Regions from separate parts of the Zea mays genome. Here region 2 is linked to region 1. Evidence: chromatin contacts called from public Hi-C data. All regions are on one chromosome and are shown on one strand. Each heading gives the region's core, a stretch centred on a gene start, on an enhancer-like site or on the middle of the called end of the contact. The rest is flanking DNA. Distances are from core to core; before and after follow the strand shown. Region 1 overlaps LOC103641501 (probable E3 ubiquitin-protein ligase HIP1). Region 2 holds the start of LOC100194100 (ABC transporter G family member 24).

Evidence for each region. A called contact is a pair of places that touch in the nucleus more often than the background predicts.
Region 2: a Hi-C map of tassel shows a contact between it and region 1, with 6 times the contacts expected there. The contact joins the promoter of LOC100194100 here to the enhancer-like site in region 1. A contact is called at or near these places in 2 of 25 Hi-C or Micro-C datasets (ear and tassel).

What each region holds. Positions count from the first base shown.
Region 1 is chr10:102,091,345-102,097,105 of Zm-B73-REFERENCE-NAM-5.0, reverse strand. LOC103641501 (probable E3 ubiquitin-protein ligase HIP1) reads right to left here. Exons shown (of 7, transcript XM_020545835.3): 7 at 3,786-4,246. The coding sequence ends at 4,115. It also overlaps the pseudogene LOC103642673. Among protein-coding and RNA genes, the nearest start is that of LOC103641501, 13 kb to the right of the region's middle. Within about 2 kb of position 2,730, at least 18 of the 20 cell types and tissues checked have an H3K27ac peak or open chromatin away from gene starts, as enhancers often do. A contact at or near this core is called in ear and tassel, where this site is marked.
Region 2 is chr10:102,232,797-102,238,557 of Zm-B73-REFERENCE-NAM-5.0, reverse strand. LOC100194100 (ABC transporter G family member 24) reads left to right here and starts at 2,362. Exons shown (of 13, transcript NM_001359393.1): 1 at 2,362-2,736; 2 at 2,839-2,915; 3 at 3,857-4,135; 4 at 4,225-4,288; 5 at 4,376-4,519; 6 at 4,603-4,637; 7 at 4,712-4,785; 8 at 4,923-5,761. The coding sequence starts at 2,507.

The sequences.
Region 1 (5,761 bases), core at 1,481-3,980:
AGAGCTTGCTGTGCCGAGTGTTATTTCTGGACACTCGGCAAAGTATTTTTTTATTTTTTTCTTTCCCCAACTAAACTTTTTGTGGTATGTTCCTACACTATGTAGACCTACATGTACCATTTTGACACAACTATAAAGGTGTTTTCTTTAACTATTAGATTTAGTTCGTTTAATTAAGTTTCTTCGGAAAATTCACATTTGAACTGCAAGTCACTCGAAACATGGAAAACTGTGAATGCAAAAATGATATTCATGTTATTTAGCATAAGTTACGACCGATTTCAGGAACAGACCGGAATCTTCGAACACCATGTTCACTAAACATGACCGTGAACTTGCCATCAAATTGTTTAAAAATTATATAAAACACAAACGAAGTCATAAAATTATGAAACTTGTCCACATGTCATGATATCATATGTAGATAAAAATTTAAGAATGTTTCAAGAAAGTTGTGACGCAAAAATGATATTCATGTTATTTAGCACAAGTTACGACCAATTTCAGGAACAGACCGGAATCTTCGAGCACCATGCTTACTAAACATGACCGTAAACTTGAGAATATTTCAAGAATGTTTTAGGGTCATAGCACTCGACAGACAAGGGACATCTCGGCACCGGTAAAGCTTCTTTACCGAGTGCCCTGACCCTGGCACTCAAAAAAGAAACTGACAAAGGGCCCCACTGGTGGCCCCTTTGCTGAGTGTAGGCTGGCGGACACTCGGCAAAGAGGTAATCTCCTTGCCAAGTGTATTAGGTGACACTCGGCAAAGGCGTCGTCTCCTTTACCAGTCGCCGTGACGACGGCTTTTCTTTGCCAAGTAACTAGTGACACTCGGCAAAGTCTTTGTCGAGTGCCCGATAAAAAGTACTCGGCAAAGAAGTCGTTGCTGATGTACTGTTCGTCGAGCTCTCTTTACCGAGTGTCACACTCGGCAAAGACTTCGCTGAGTGTTTTCCAGGCTTTGCCGAGTGCCTCAAAGAGCCTGATTCTGGTAGTGCAGGCGGCACGTACCCGAAAGGCAGCCGGCAGGGCGGTGATGTGTGCCTTGCCGATGCGGTCCTGGCCGATGTGGTGATGTGCGCCTGGCCGACCGCTCGCCTGGACACTCGCCTATGCCTGGCTGCCCGCGACAACCGACCGCGTGCGATGGCTCCCGCCTGCTAAGATCTGCCGCCAAGATAAGTATGAGAGGGGGTAGATAAGGATAAAGTTGGGAGGCAACGCAAGAGCTCTTTTTTCAGTTGCATGCTTTTTTTTGAGACCGTAGGAGGGGCGAAGGTGTACCGTCCACTGATTTTTTTTTTTACCTCATCGCCACCGAAAATTGATCTGGTGTTTATCATGTATCCTTTATTCAAACATCATAGAAATATAGTCGTCTCCTTCCATCCTTACTTGACCAAACATATCCTAAGTAGCAGCAATTACCGCTAACATCGAGCAGCCGATGAAAGAACGAGTGATTGCCTAGCCAACTTGATCGTCGCGGAAATGGCACAAGATCATAGGTGCTCCACGCGCTGGACGCAACACGGTAGTGATCACCGGCATGGGCTTCTTCAGTGCCGGCCCTGGAGGGGGCGAGCAGGGCGGCCACCCTGGCCCCCGGTTCCAAGGGCCCCACTGCGGTATATCATATGCGTCCTTAGAGTATGAGTTTGATGTCTGGTGGTGCGATTCCGACGACGAAAACAAGACCAAACGGCGAATCAGTATATTGCATCATGATTTGCTAATTGGTGAAAGTTTGATTTTATTGACTATTTGTGAGTGCCACTTAATGGGTATAATTTTTAATTTATTTAATTTTGGTGTACCAAAAGAGCATCACCAAGAAGGATCTTAAATATGGTTATATTTTACAAGATAGGACTGTGATACCAAAACATTGCTCCAACATAGGTTCTATTTTACAAAAAAAACATTAAATAATTATAGGACTCTGTCTCTCGGATCCCAAATATAAAACCTTATTGTGGAGCTCTATCCTTATTTTGTATACTATTTTTAATTTTTTATTTCCTAAATAATTGATCTTTTCTAATAACATGATATGGGACTCAACTGTTGGTTTAAATTCACAATCATTTTTTAAAATTTGCAGCATATATATAATCATGAAATCTAGAAGGACCCTCAATTTGTATCTTGCTCCGGGCCCCTGATTTCTCAGTACCGCCGCTGGGCTTCTTCACCGACGCCTATGTCTCTTCTCCGATCTCCCTCGTCACCAAGCTCCTTGGCCGCATCTACTTGCTTCGACCCTCGGTTCGTTCCCGCCCAACGTCTCCGCCGCAACCAACGACGTCGCGTTCTGCGGCACGCTCGCCGGGCAGCTCTTCTTCGGCTAGCTCGGCGACAAGATGGACCACAAGGTGTACGGCGTGACGCTGATGCTCATGGTCTGCCTCGCATCCGGCCTCTTGTTCGGGTCCACACCCAAGGGCGCCATGGCCATGCTCTGCTTCTGCTTCTTGCTCGGTTTAGGCATCGGCGGCGACTACCTGCTGTCCGCGACCATCATGTTCATGTCCGAGTACGCCAACAAGTGGAGTAGTGGACGCGTGGCGCCTTCATCCCGGCCGATTTCGCCATACAGGGCTTCGGCAACCTCACCGGTGGCATCGTCTCCATTCATGTTCAGCACCGTGTCCCGGTGCTACTCGCCCAAACGGTCCACCCGGTTCGGTTCAGGCCCAGTGAAGCTCGACCTGTTTTGGGCGCGGTCCGTCAAGCACGGTTAGAAAACCGGGCCAGACCGTCTAAGCCCGTGGGTTCAATTTTCTGCCTGAGCCTAGCCCGCAGCAGGCTAATCGGGCCGAGCCGGTCCGTTTAGCACGGAGAAAACGGGCCGAAAAACGGCTAAGTGGTCCAGTAAGTACGTTTTAGTGAAAAAAAAACGGATTTAAAGGTAAACAGGTTATGTCGAGCTAGCCCACCGTGCTTAGTTTCATGTCCGAGTCTGGCCCACTTATTCATGCCAGGCTCGAATCAGACTTAAATAGTGGGCTTCGTGCCGAACTCATGGGCCTCATACTTATTGGCCATCTATAACTAGCACTGCCGCATGAAGATGCCCGAGACGGCACGGTACGACATGTCGCGTGTGCTCAACGTTGCCAAGGAGCAGCAAAAGGCGAGGAAGCGCTGCCGCGAGGAGTACGGGCTCTTGTCCTAGCAGTTCGCCAACCGGCATGGCCTGCACCTGCTGAGCACGAAGGTGTGCTGGTTCATGCGCTGGACATCACCTGGCGGTGGACGACGCCCGGTACAACGTTGGCTCCATCTCGTCATGAACGATTTCACCTTCTTCGCCAACTTCGGGCCCAGCTCCACCACCTTTACCATGCCAGCAGGGATCTTTGCTGAAAGGCGGCTGCAGACAAGTCTGTTGCCGGATGGAATGTCATCGGCTTCATATTCCCGTTCCTCGTGGCGGAGTCCAAGGGGTAGAGGAGATCTCCGGCGAGATCGAGGACAGCAGCACCTGCCAGCGCAACCAGCGGTGTGCCGACAGATTTGAATGAATAAACAAGGGTCCTACTTGTACTTCCGTAAAGCTGTGTATCAGGACCACTATTATTATATTTATGGAACAAGAAACGAGCACATTTCTGGGTACAAAATGATGCACCTTATGCTTACAGTGCACAGTAGACAATGGTTTCCTCCTGCTACGAAACGAGTTACACTACCAAGGAACCCAAGACCAAAGGGGTAAAATACAGAATCAAGGTGAAGGGACTACAACTTGCTAGCCTCACCCCCAAATCAAGCAATAAAAAAACACAGATGATTAGCGATTAATGATGATAGCAGGTATTGCTGATTGCCCAAGTAAATCGAATGTCATTCAATAAATTATAAATCCCAAATCTAGGTTTAAACAAAACAAGGATGAAACTCCGGGGTCTACAGCCATTGGCTTCAGGTAAGTGCCATGTACCACCTATAGTATAAATTCCCACATGTGTGTTGATAATGGGAAGGTGTAACATGCTTGTAACCAGTTGCTAGTCTTTGGGTGCATGGTGTGGTTAGATGACAACCACTTGCCCTTAGTGCCGGCTACCGGATTTTCCCTAGGGAGGGAAAATGCAGCCATGTCTTAGGCGTCCAGTGCTGTTTTCTTGCAGATTGGGCACACATTTTTTATAACCAGCCATTGTTTGATGCATGCGGTGTGGAAGTCGTGACCACAGTCCAGTCTGCCCAAGTCCTCGCCTTCCGCGTAGTCTTCCTGTAATGTTCAAGGTCAACAAAGTTCAGTAGTGCCAATGAGCTACCATTGATGTCTGGAATTACATCAGTAGAATCAATAAAGAGATTGGGAAAAAACAATAAACCCGTTCTAAGCAAGAGCACCAAACAAAACAAGAGATGCTCCCAAAACAATTATTATAGTAACGCCTAAACTTTGACAAGAGTATCGCAGCCACAGACATATAAAAGACAGGCTGCAACATGCAACCACACATCATCCCATTAACAATTAAAAAGAAAGACAGGCCAACGCTTCTGCGGACACTCAACACACAGCAGGGACCACCTTCCAAGCATGGTTATTAAAACGACGTTTAAACGTCATCAAAACGCTGTTAGGGCTGTTAAATGTTGGAATGTTTTAAAATTGGTCGTAAAACATCGTTTTATGACGTTTAAACGTAGTGTTTTAGCGTTTAAACGCTATTTGCAGTGGAACGTCGCGTCGTTTTATCCCTAGCCTGTGACATTTGGCCCGGCCCGGTCTTAGAAATTGAGCCCAACGGCCCATCTCAGTCTCTCGCCACTCCCAAAAGTCTGCTCAGTTTCCAGCCGTCGCAGCGCCTCCAGAGTCCAGAGTCCAGTACGCAAGGCCTACAGTCGTCGCCTGACGCCTGGTGCCTGGCCGCCATCGCCTGGTGCTCAGCCTCGTCGTCGGCTCAGCTCCACCTCACACTAGGGCAAGGTCTGCACAACGCACGCGCCGCTGGCTCAGGAAGCTCCGCCCTGACACACACGCCACCGGCTCAGGAAGCACGCGCCTGCACCGATCCGGGCCGACGGCCAACCGACGTATGCTGCTCGTCTGGTATGTGCCCCCAATGCTCCTCTGGTATGAGTCGTCTTCTGCTCCCGTAGTTCTCTGCAAGCTATGGCAACTTGACCTCTCATCCAGGTGTCCGTAATTCTCTGCTCCCATAGTTCTCAGCACAGATGAAACTTGCTCCCGTAGTTCTCTGCAGCCTAGGTGTTCGACAGCATAGGCCGTAAAAGCACAATCTTCATTGTTGCTGGCATGATTAAACTTAACATGGTTAATCTGTGTATTGGACAGTGGACAGCACAATCTTGTTGCTGGCTTGATGTGTTCTGAACATATGCATTTCATTATTTGCAGAAGCAGGGATAAGAGGGGAAATGGCTGATTTTAGCACGGAAGCATCTGCAGCTGGTTCTCAAATACAAAGTGATGGATATGATCCACTGAAAGTTCCAAAAAGGAAGCCCAAATCTGATGATCCAGGCTGGAAGTATTATTATTATGTAGAGCCTGGCAAGCGAGAGTTGATCCAATGTGCCCTTTGCCCAAGGCAGATTAAAGGAGGAATCTTGAGAGTGAAGAAAAATCTTGTGAGTGGATACAAAGATATCCTCAACTGTCCCAATACCACAACTGCAATTGCTAGAGTTAAAGGAGGCTTTGGATGAAGGAAAAAGGGATTAGACCAAAAGGACAGTACTTTGATGAAGCTGAATCAAATGAGAACGAAAA
Region 2 (5,761 bases), core at 1,113-3,612, 140 kb before region 1:
AGCCATCCCCAATGGCTATGTGGTGGTTGAGGGCTATAAATACCCCCCAACCACCACCACTCCAAGCATCCAAGTTTCCAGCACTTCACATTCAATACAAGAGCTAGTGCATTCACTCCTAGACACAATTCAAAAGAATCAAAGCCTCTCCAAGTCCCAAATTCACTCCAAACACCTAGTGACTAGATAGAGTGTTTTGTTCGTGTTCTTTGCGCTCTTATTTCTTGGATCGCTTTCTTCTTCCTCATTCTTGTTCTCAAAGTGACTTGTAATCAAAGCAAGAAACACCAAGTGTGTGGTGGTCCTTGCGAGGTCTAAGTGACCCATTTGATTAAGGAGAAAGCTCACTCGGTCTAGGTGACCGTTTGAGAGAGGGAAAGGGTTGAAAGAGACCCGGTCTTTGTGACCACCTCAACGGGGACTAGATTCTTTGGAACCGAACCTCGGTAAAACAAATCATCGTGTTCATCCGCTTTACTTCTTGGTTGATTTGTTTTCCCCTCTCTTTCGGACTCGAATTTAATTCTAATGCTAACCCCGGCTTATAGTGTGTGCTTAAGTTTATAATTTTCAGATTCCGCCTATCCACCCCCCTCTAGGCGACTTTCACCTTGTTTACCCCTGAATCATTTGGGTAGTTATGTTATGGCTTTACATGGTTTTGGGTTAATATTTCATTATATCCATGTTCCAATTATTCTGTTATGTTATTTATGTTCATGTCAAGATCATTATATTATTTTAATTGGAACATGGAGCTTAACTTGAGAAACACGTGCCACCACAAGGGTGGAATGGGACGCACTTGGCTGACTAATTAGGAAAGCTAGTGGAAGACTACCTTACCCGAAAGGGGTAAGGGCAGTAGGATAGTTTCTTACAGGGAGGTTCTCGGGTTGATTTTGCTATGATGACGGTCAGACGAGGGATTCTTGCAAGTGCTCTTCCCATAACTGTAGCGGGTTTTCAGAAGCTAATGGAACTTTGTAAAGGTCTTGTAGTGGATTCCTAGCCATTCACCTCGGTAGTGTCTAAGGGTCTAGCTAACCCTGACGACATGGGATACACGACTTGTGGGTACAGAGTACAACCTCTGCAGAGTGTAAAACTGATATACTAGCCGAGCTCACGGTCAAGAGCAGCTCATGACTCTCGCATGATTAATTTTATGGAACTAAATTTAATTTGTCATTTGCATTGCATGTGATTATTTATTAACTTTGTTTTATTATTATTATTATTATTATTATTATTATTATTATTATTATTATTATTATTATTATTATTATTATTATGGTTTGGTATTTACTTACATTTAGTAACTGCTAATAAAATTTGACCAACTTATTAAAAGCAATGCTCAGCTTTAACCCCTATTGTTGATCAGCCTTACACTTCACATGAACTTCCGCATTTGAAGTGTTCATGCACATTATTCCTGTTCAGTGATGAACATGTGTGAGCTCACCCTTGCTGTCTCACACCCCCCTCACAGGAGAAGAACATGTGGTTCAAGAGGAGCCACACAACGGGGAGTTTGACTTGATTTAGGTGGCGTCTCTCAGTCGACTTTATGGCGTCAAAGATGGACTTTAGTTCGTTTTATATTTATAATTTATTTTGTAAAACTTCCGCTATATAATAAGTACTCTGATGATATTATGACATTTATCTATATACACTCTGTTATTATATGTGGTGTCTTCTTTGGCGCATATATAAGATGCACCCGACTTTATCCCTTAAAACCAGGTGTGACAGCCGCTTTTTCTCATTGGTTGTAGACTCAAGTGGTGGAAGGGGTGGGTGGGGGGCTGCAGCTGGGTGCGGTCTCCATGACCGTCGAAATCGCGTGGGGGGCATCATGAGCCGGGCATTGTCTCAGGCGGGCATGATGAGGGCGGGCTCTGCCATCGTGTCGTGGAGGCTAGGGTGGGGCACAACCTCGCCCATATGAACGGTTGCCCAGTAGAGATATATCATATGTCATGAGTAATCTTTTTGTTTGTTATAAATATTAGATAGACATAGCGGCGAGATATAGATAAAAGTCAGATAATGTACAAATAAAATAGGTGAGGGAGTAACAAGGCAAGAGGAAAGCAGTCAGGTTGGCCCATGTGGCAGGCAGTGGCAGTCCACGCGCCTAAAAAAAATTGAATGTACGGCTTCTTTTTTTTTCTACGCCCGATCATTTCTCTCTCTTCTTCCTGGTTCCTTCTCGTCCCGCCCGCGTGCGCGTTGAGCCCCGGCTGCATTGCATGTGTCGAGCTGAACACCACGCACGCCTGGACAAACAGAGGTGTACCAACGGAGCAGGAGTACTCAATCTATATACTACACTTTCACAAGCAGTACTATACTACTATAGACGTCGTCCTAGCTCGTTTCCCCGCTCGCCATCGCAATACGTTTCCACGCCGTCGCGCCCGCACCCGCCCAGCCCTTCCTCCTCACGTCACGAGCCACGCTTGCTGCCGTCTCGGCGCTCCTCCTCCGCCTCGGAATGCGGGATGCGAGGGCTCCGCAGTTCCAGAGGCGGGGCCAGGGCGGCGTCGGCGTCGTCCTCCTCCCGCTGATGCTCCTCCTCGCAGGCACCGCCAGCGGCCAGCAGCAGATCCAGCCGCCCCCGGTACCTCCGGCGGACCTGCCGGACGTGGAGAGGCGGCTCAACAACCTGACCGACCACGTCGCCACCACCATCTCCGACAAGTTCCGCTTCTGCGTCGCCGACCCGTAAGCTTCTCCCCGCTGCTTCTTGTTGGCCGGCCCGACAGTACAAAGTGTAGCTGCTCCTCTCTGATCCGTGTAGCTGCTCGTGATTGGTGGCGTGCACAGGAAGGAGGACTGGAACGAGGCGTTCAACTACACATCGGACCTCAGCTTCGTGGATCGCTGCCTTACCGAGACCCAAGGTACAGAGTAAACTGAAAAGGGCCTCCGTCCTTCATTCTGCCCCGTCGTCTTCGTCCCCGGCCCCTTCCTGCTTGCTGTTTGACCCATTACAGGACTTGAGCTTCCTGTGCTTGATTTCCTCTCTTCTCCTTTCTTTACTGCGTAGCGTAGAGTACGTTTCGCGTTGATTTAATAGTTTGTTTGTTTTCTTTCAAGTGTTTGTTTGCAATGCATGCTTTCATGTGATTTGAATCCGAGAATCTTGTCGGTAAAGATTATTGGGCAGAGCGAACAAAACTTTACTATTAAGTATGAATTTAGCTGGGGATAGGTGCCTGCCTAGGTTTTATTAACTTCTGAACGTGGACAAGGTCGTCCAAACGCTCCACTTCTCATGAGTACAAAAACCCAAGACTTTACACAAGACTTTGCATGAGTACAAAAACCCAAGACTTTCTCTTTCGCGCCATGTTGTGCTGTTCTTGTAGTCCCTGGATTTTCTGCTGTCCAATTGTGCATGTTTTAACTTCAAAGAAATCATCTTTATATCTGCCAGCCAAGTGGATAATGCAATTAAATGGATTGGTTGCAGCATATCAGCGACACTATTGTTTCTGTGACATGTGAGACCCCTACGTACCCTATAACAACCGTTTATTTCTGATTTGCAACTGCACAAATAAATTGTGTACAGTACAGTGGCTGAATACGACTACTTCGACACAGTTGGGTTTGACAAGCTCTACTAACCGTATGATGATCTCACCTTGTAACGTTTGTAATGTTTTGAAGATAGGCATTTTTTTACACATTCTTGTATCACCTGCCTTTATCAATTTTTTTATTTTACTCATCACATTAATCGAATTAGATGCTGATATATATTCAATTCTAGTGTATAAGTATTTTTTTTGGAAAACAAATATATTGCATCTAACGAATATATTGGTTCAAAATTCAGGCGACCTGCCTCAGCGTCTCTGCGGCCCCGATGAAGTCAAGTTCTACTTCTCAAGCTTGTACGACCGCGATGGGGACAAGAACATCAACCTCAAGACAAACATAAACTGCAACATGTCTTCTTGGGGCAAGGGATGCGATGCCGGATGGGCCTGCGCCACCGATCCAGTTCCAGACCGCCCCAGCAACCGTGGTAGCAACGATATCCCGCTGAGAACAAGCAGCTGCCAGGCATGCTGCGAGGGCTTCTTCTGCCCCCGCGGCCTCACTTGCATGCTCCGTGAGTTCCATTCCTCGATCTCACGAGTCCTAAACACCTTCGCCTTTGGTCTGTTTAATATTGATTGGTTCCATTCCTCTTGGCGTCAGCTTGCCCACTAGGCTCATACTGTCCACGCGCCACGGCGAATCACACAACTGGGCTCTGCGACCCGTAAAGATCTTTCTGGTTGCGTTATTCCTGTCGCAATAGGTTTCTTGATAAAGAAATCCAGTATCTGAACCGTGGAACTTTGATCAGGTACAAGTATCAGATAGCTCCAAACTCGACTGATAGCTGTGGAGGTGCTGACATGTGGGCTGATATCCAGAGCACAGAAGAAATCTTCTGCCCAGCTGGTTACTACTGTCCAAGCACGACCAGAAAAGATAACTGTAGCAGTGGGTACTGGTCTAGTTTCTCTATCTTATGATCGAACAACTAACTAAGCGAACAAGTGGTCTGATTTGGTCCTTGTTCTTCTGCAGGCACTATTGCAGATTGGGTTCCACAGCTGAGGAGAGTAAGCGCACGGCTTTGATCACACAGTCATACGAACTTCTGTTCAGCGAGCTGATTTTGGGATTTAATTTGCAGAGTGCATAATAAAGGCCTCCTGCGAAGAAAACGCAGAGAACGAGCACATCGCCATTCTTGGAGCTTGCATAGTGGTAATTCCTCTCGCATGGTTTTGTAATTTCAGTAACTTAATGGCTGATTATTTGTTACTTAAACAATGCAGTAGTAATCAACTGCACTGCACCCGGTTCTTGTGTTTGCGTATGATTCAAACCTTTTGCCATTCTAGGGTGCGTTGTGCCTGCTGCTTCTTGTCATATACAACTGCTCAGACAAATTCCTCAGCATCCGTGAACGGAGGAAAGCAAGGTCAAGGGAGAATGCCATCCGGCTAGCTCGCCAGCAGCTAAAGGCGCAGGAGGGATGGAAAGCGGCGAAACAGTTTGCCAGGAGGCATGTGAGTGGCATGCAGGGTCATCTTTCACGCACGTTTTCGCGGAGGAGGTCGTTTCGTCAGCAGGTAGACGCAGACAAGTCTAGCCATAGGGTGCAGGAAGCGCCGCTGATGGGTCAGGTCCAGATGCAGGAAATGTCGGATTCTGCTGTGTTTGCTTCTGAGAGCGCAAATGAGATAACAGAGGCGATGCCATCAGTCATTGTAGATGTCAGTGATGGGGAAGTTGTTGCTACAAATGAAAATCCTGCGCCGAAAGGAAAACATAGATCAACCCACACACAAGTGTTCAAGTATGCGTATGGCGAGATTGAGAAGGAGAAATTCCAGCAGCGACAGGACAACAAGAATCTAACTTTTACTGGGGTGATCGCCATGGTGAAGGACCAGCAGAAGGAGATAACTAGGCCTTTGCTCAAGGTTGAGTTCAGAGACCTGACACTGATGCTAGGGAAGAAGAAGCTGCTGAGGTCTATCAATGGTGAACTCCGGCCGGGGCGTGTAACTGCTGTCATGGGCCCATCAGGGGCTGGCAAGACCACATTTCTCAATGCCGTCACTGGGAAGGTGAACGGCTACAAGATGACAGGTTCTGTTCTTGTTAATGGAAAGAATCTTAATATCCGTTCCTACAAAAAGGTCATTGGATTTGTGCCACAAGATGACATTGTTCA